Regions from separate parts of the Ovis aries genome. Here region 1 is linked to region 2. The links are chromatin contacts, called in public Hi-C maps. All regions are on one chromosome and are shown on one strand. Each heading gives the region's core, a stretch centred on a gene start, on an enhancer-like site or on the middle of the called end of the contact. The rest is flanking DNA. Distances are from core to core; before and after follow the strand shown. Region 1 overlaps NRP1 (neuropilin 1). Region 2 holds the start of NRP1 (neuropilin 1).

Evidence for each region. A called contact is a pair of places that touch in the nucleus more often than the background predicts.
Region 1: a Hi-C map of liver shows a contact between it and region 2, with 6 times the contacts expected there. The contact joins the enhancer-like site here to the promoter of NRP1 in region 2. A contact is called at or near these places in 7 of 16 Hi-C or Micro-C datasets (hypothalamus, liver, muscle and 3 more).

Annotation. Positions count from the first base shown.
Region 1 is chr13:19,098,751-19,101,450 of ARS-UI_Ramb_v3.0, reverse strand. The region is part of intron 12 of NRP1 (neuropilin 1); the gene reads right to left. Among named protein-coding and RNA genes, the nearest start is that of TRNAC-GCA, 33 kb to the right of the region's middle. Within about 2 kb of position 1,285, at least 12 of the 54 cell types and tissues checked have an H3K27ac peak or open chromatin away from gene starts, as enhancers often do. A contact at or near this core is called in liver and tail adipose tissue, where this site is marked.
Region 2 is chr13:18,966,010-18,968,709 of ARS-UI_Ramb_v3.0, reverse strand. It overlaps NRP1 (neuropilin 1), which reads right to left and starts at 1,380. Exons shown (of 17, transcript XM_027976579.3): 1 at 827-1,380. The coding sequence starts at 899.

The DNA of each region.
Region 1 (2,700 bases), core at 36-2,535, 130 kb before region 2:
CAGGTTTTTACTGGCAGATCTCTGAAGCATTTCGTAAGATTTTTTTTTTTTTTAACTTCTGTGCTTTATATCAGGTCAATTAATTTTAAGTGGGAAATCTCTGCTTCTTTAGTGAATTTTCAGATTTGCATATAAATTGTTTGCCCCACTTAAAACTGCAATATAGGGTCAAGTAAAGCCAAAGCATATTTGAATGGGTACCCACTTGTATATTTTTTAATGTTCAAAATGCTTCCTTTGGGTTCTAAAAAGAAAGCGTGAAGGGAGTCTCAAGAATGATTTGTTTCATGTGTTCTACAAAGTGCTATTTGACTATGGGTTTGTTGGTTTTTTTTTTTCCCTAACTTGTATAGCCTTAGTTTTTACTCAACATTTTTGCTGGGGGAATTTGGTTAACTTTTTAAGGATGGGGAAAATGAAGCCCTTGATATTTGGAATTATTTTTGGTAAACTGGAGCTAACAATAAAAATAATCCTAAAGATAAAATTCTTTTCTTTCTGCCAGTCCCACCCATCTCCTGAATATAAAATTAAACACACAATAGGGGCTGTTTTCTGACGGTCATTGCTTCTCACTGAGTTCAGGCGTCCACAAGATGGCAGCATTGAGACGAAAAGGAAGGTGCCCCCAGCAGCTTGCCTGCTGATCTAAAAAATAAGTCTCAACAATCTCTCTGTAGCAAAAGGGAAGTATGATATTCTACGCTGTATTAGGGTCAGGCTGAGAGCCTATCTCATTGTGGTCTTTCCTTTAACTTTGTCTAAGTGTTTAACACAAATATTTGCTTTCTACTGAGTCTGGGCTCCATTGCCCCTCCCCCACTTCAACAATGGCAGGCAGGAGGCAGGGTAAGGGAGATTTACTGAATAGATAAGAATGAGTTACTTTGCATTAAGAATGAGTTACTTTGCATTTTTAGTTTCCAAGGAACTCCTTTCAAATGCTAATGTGAAATTTTGGAAGGAAGGCACCATACCATCCTCAAAACTGAGCAAGATGGATTCTCCCTTCCAATGACAGTGTGACCTGCCAAAGGACTCACCGGGGCCAGCTGGAGAAAGAAAGCCTAGTAAGTCATGTGATGTGTATAACACAAGCACTTTCAGTTTGTGCAAAGGGCTATATTTCACAGCGGCAGTGTCACTGGAGATACATATTTTATGCCCCAGTCCATCATAACCATGAAATAGGGCTTCTTAAAGCATGAGAAACCCTCTCCAAAATCCTCCCTTCTGTACAGCATGACTGAATTTTGCAGATGTAGTCAGCTGAACAATGAAGGAGTAGTTGAGTAACCTTGGATGTCAACACCCACAGCCCTGGAATGTGCTGTTGTGTAATCTTGTGTTAGAAACTGTTAATATTGAAAAATATTAATATGTGTGTGGTTTTAGGTTTTCTCCTTAAATGTCATTTATAAGACCTACACAGAGAGGAGGGCAGTCAGTCATTACAGCATACACATTTCTGGTAATATCTGCCTTGTTAATACTTTAAATTTATTGTATAATTTACAGAAAACCACACCATCCATAATTTGGCTATTACTATTCTGGCAGTGTCATAAAATAAATGAACTTGGGTATTTTTGTGGCCAAGACAAAGGGCGACTTTGCCTGAAAGACTAATTTTGACATCTCCTATTCGAGTGAATGGAAGTCAACCTTTATCTTCCACTGTTCTTTCCAATCTATGAATTTTACACAGTGACTACTCAAACTTTTCATATTTTACTACTCTTATCTCTTTGGCTCAATCATATATAATTTATGGCAATCTTGTTAAATTAGAATTTTTTTTTAAATCAGTACCTTTTGCGGGGGATGGGCATGGAGACAGAACAGCTCAATGTTGAAGATTCAAGCCTGGCTAGAAAGGCTATTAAACTCACAAAAATACACACAGACATTTCTAGAAATGGAAAGAGGAAGAGAGAAGGACAGAAGCAGAGGAGATAACGGCAGAGAAAGAGAAAAAAGCCAATGGACAAATGAAATTAGTATACAGGACAATGTCCATTTGACCTTTCAATCTTCAAAATATTACCCAGGCCCCATGGCTGCACAATTCTCATTAAATTCATTGGGAATAATCTGGCTAAATCCCTTCTTGACTCTTAAAAATAGCAGGAAACAATATTCTGAACTTAAAACAAATTTATAGCTGCTGTGAGCCAGCACCAGCTGTGCCTGGGGGACCTAGCTTGCCCAGAGTTACATCATTAGCACCATATATGCACAAGGATTTAATTTTCAAATCTGGTCTTCAGAACTTCTATTGGATATGTGAGCTCGCTTACTCATAGGCTGGAAATAAGCAGAGGTGCCTGGGTCCATGTAACCGTGGGTCATGAACATACTCTGAACTGATTTAGAGAATGTCTGGGGATCCTTGGAGGGTAAGAGCCTTCTGCCAAGGGGAAGATGGATTTAAAATGCAGGGCTTCTCATCAGTTCCTGGCAGAGCATTAACAGGCTTTCATGCATCTGATGACAACCCAGATAGCACATGCGTATTATATGCCCACTGAACATATTCTATTGAGAAGAATCTTCAGCATGAAATCTTCAGCCTCTGCTTGATTCTCTAGTGGCTTCAGCAAAATCAGATGATGATGAAAGTTTAAGGTCTGATATCCTGCTGTTTGTCAAGGTGCCTGCAGGACAGTGGGGATCCAGGTATCAGTAGATGGGTCTGGC
Region 2 (2,700 bases), core at 131-2,630:
TGAAATCTAAGCCAGGCTAAAGTAAATATTTGATAATTAGTTAATAATAATTGCTGAAGACTTACTGTAAAGATAATGTCACCCGCCCCCTTGCTTCCACCTACTTTACAGTGTAAGTTGAACATGCCTACAACCAGATCCCATTTTAAAACACATTATTTACGTTACAGGATACTGCTTCTAACCCAGCACGGTCTTCCATTTACTTAACACTGAGTGGTTTTAAAAGCTAAGTGGAAGCTGCAACTAGGTTAGGGGATTTTCACATATCCTGGTGCCTTACAGCGTGTGTATCAGATTCCTTTATTGACACGATATAACTTTCATTCATACTCCAGACGGAGCAGGGCTGGTTTGAAAAAGCGGAGGAGGGACTAACACCCACCCGCAAACCGCTATCTCCTGCGGGCACCCACCAGAGGAATCAGTTCTGGGGAGCTGTCGGAGAATCAGGAAGTGCTCCCGGTAAAGTGTTCATTAACTTTCAACAGCCATCATATTTTTGAAAGGGAGTCTCCTCTAATTGCCTTGGGGAGGAAACATTATTAAGATAATTGGTGCGCTGATCTGGGAAGGTAGGGCGCTCAGCCTCGTAGCAGAGGTGGGAAAAACCCCATGGCCAAACAACCAACTTCAGGAGGGAGTCAGAGGACGTGAAATCTCCCTGCCCTACCTACAACGACTAATCTTATTTCTTTATTTCTCCGTCTGGCTAAAAGTTTCCTTCACCGGGAGGCGGCTCTCCCCGGTGGGTCCCGGCAGCTCGGAGCGGGCAGCCGGGAACCGGGTTCACCCCCGCGGCCGCGCGCCTCCGCCTGTCACTTACCGTTGCGAAAAGCGCCGGCCGCGCCGAGGACCAGGGCTAGCGCGGCGCACAGGAGCTGCAGCCCCTTCTCCATCCTCCCTTCGCCAGGTCTCCGGGGCGAACGCGGGAGAACCGAACGTGCGGGGAAAACAGAGCACCGGGGCGATCTCCACGATCCGGAGCGCTTTCACTCCTCCCGGAGCTGTAAAATCCTCAGACCGTTTTGGAGAAAGAAAAGCGTTGAGGCAATGCCTTGATCCGAGAGAAACGCTCCTCTTTTTGTGTCTCAAGTCGCCTGCATCCTGTCATTTAGCTCCGGTTTCCTCTCTCTTTTCCCACACTTGTTCCTCTTCCAGGAGCCGCTGCCCGGGCCATGTCTCAAAAAAAAAAAAAAAAAAAAAAAAACGTAGGGGGTGTGGGAGGGGGAGGAGGGACGTAGAGAAACACACACCAACGCCAATTTCCAGAAAGAAAGAAAAAAAAAAAAATCCGGCTTGATTCTGGACCCGTTGGATCCGGGGAGCTGGCGCCCAAGGGAGGTCGGGGTGTCTGCGCGAAGAGGAGCAAGCAATGAAAAGATGAGCGGGAGACGAAGGAGTTTCACCAACTGCACCCCCGCCTCCCCCACTGCCTCCTCCCCTCCCCTTCTGGAGCCCTTCCCTCGCTTCCCCCCGCCCCTCTCCCCGCACAGGCTCGCCAGCGATTGCCTGACAAGAGACGGGGAGGAACAAGTTTCTCTCCCTGAACGTTCCCCGTCCGTCTGTCCGTCTCTCCCACAAGCCCTGCTGGGATCTTCCCCGGCAGGGAGGCGCCGGGACTCCGTGCCCAGGGCCGAGTGCCGGATGTGTTTGCGGGGGTACCGGGCGTCGAGGTCGGTGGCAGCGCCAGGGTCGGGCTAGCCCATCTCGGCATGCTCGCTCGGGCCCCCGGGGGAGAGCGGGCAGTTCCGCTAAGATTTTGGGGGGTCGGCCGCCGGAGACAGGCAGCGCGCCCGGGAGGTGGCGGCTGCTTCTCCCAACTCCGAAACCCTCGGGAGGCGCCCGAGACGTGACCTGGGGTCGTGACCTGGGGCAGGAGCAGCAGGGCGCCCCTGGACGTTGCGGATCAGGCCCGAAGGGGCCGAGGAAAGGGGCTGGGGTTGGGGACGCACCCCGGAGCCGGGCGAGAGTCGGCAGTATCGCTGCCACGCAGAGCCGAGTCAGTAGACTCACGCAGACTAGGCTGTGCTGCAGCCCCGCCCGGCCTGCCTGCCCCGTATCGGGGCGCGCGGCTGGGCGCCTGGCGAGCCCGGGTGTCTGCCGCGCGCCGCGGGCTCCATTGTTGCCGAAGATCTGATGTCCTCTTCTCCCGGCCAGAGGGGACGCCGAAGGGTGGAAGGTGGTGAGCCTTCCAGCTAGGGGGCAGTCGTTGCCCGACCCCACCCAGCCGGCTTATTCGGAGCCCAGGTGCTCGGGGTTTGGAAATGAGGGGTCCAGCGGTCGGGGCTCCTGTGCATCACCGGGGAGCAGGAACAGTGGCGGGGGCGGGGGCGGGGTGTTGCTCTTGGCCGGGCTCTCACGGTGCCCGCTCCGGCTACAGGCGGTTGTCACGCCGGCCCACCCCCGCCTCCCACTGCAGCGCGTCCTCAGTGGGCTCTGGATGCCCCCCAGTTCGGTCCCCGAAGGGTTTTCCGGGAAGTGCTGCAGAAAGCCTCTGCAGATAGGAATAGCAAGGACATTTCAGGGACCAAACAGGTTTTGGCTACGGATCAGGCCCTTGAGAAGGTAAATGCCCAGGGACCCCTCCGAAGGAGTTCGTGGGGAAGGTGAAAAGGTCAGCCGCCTTCTGGGAACGGCGTTTCTGCACACACCCGAAAGCAGAGCCTTAGTCCTACCTGGCGCAAAGAGCTGGCAAAA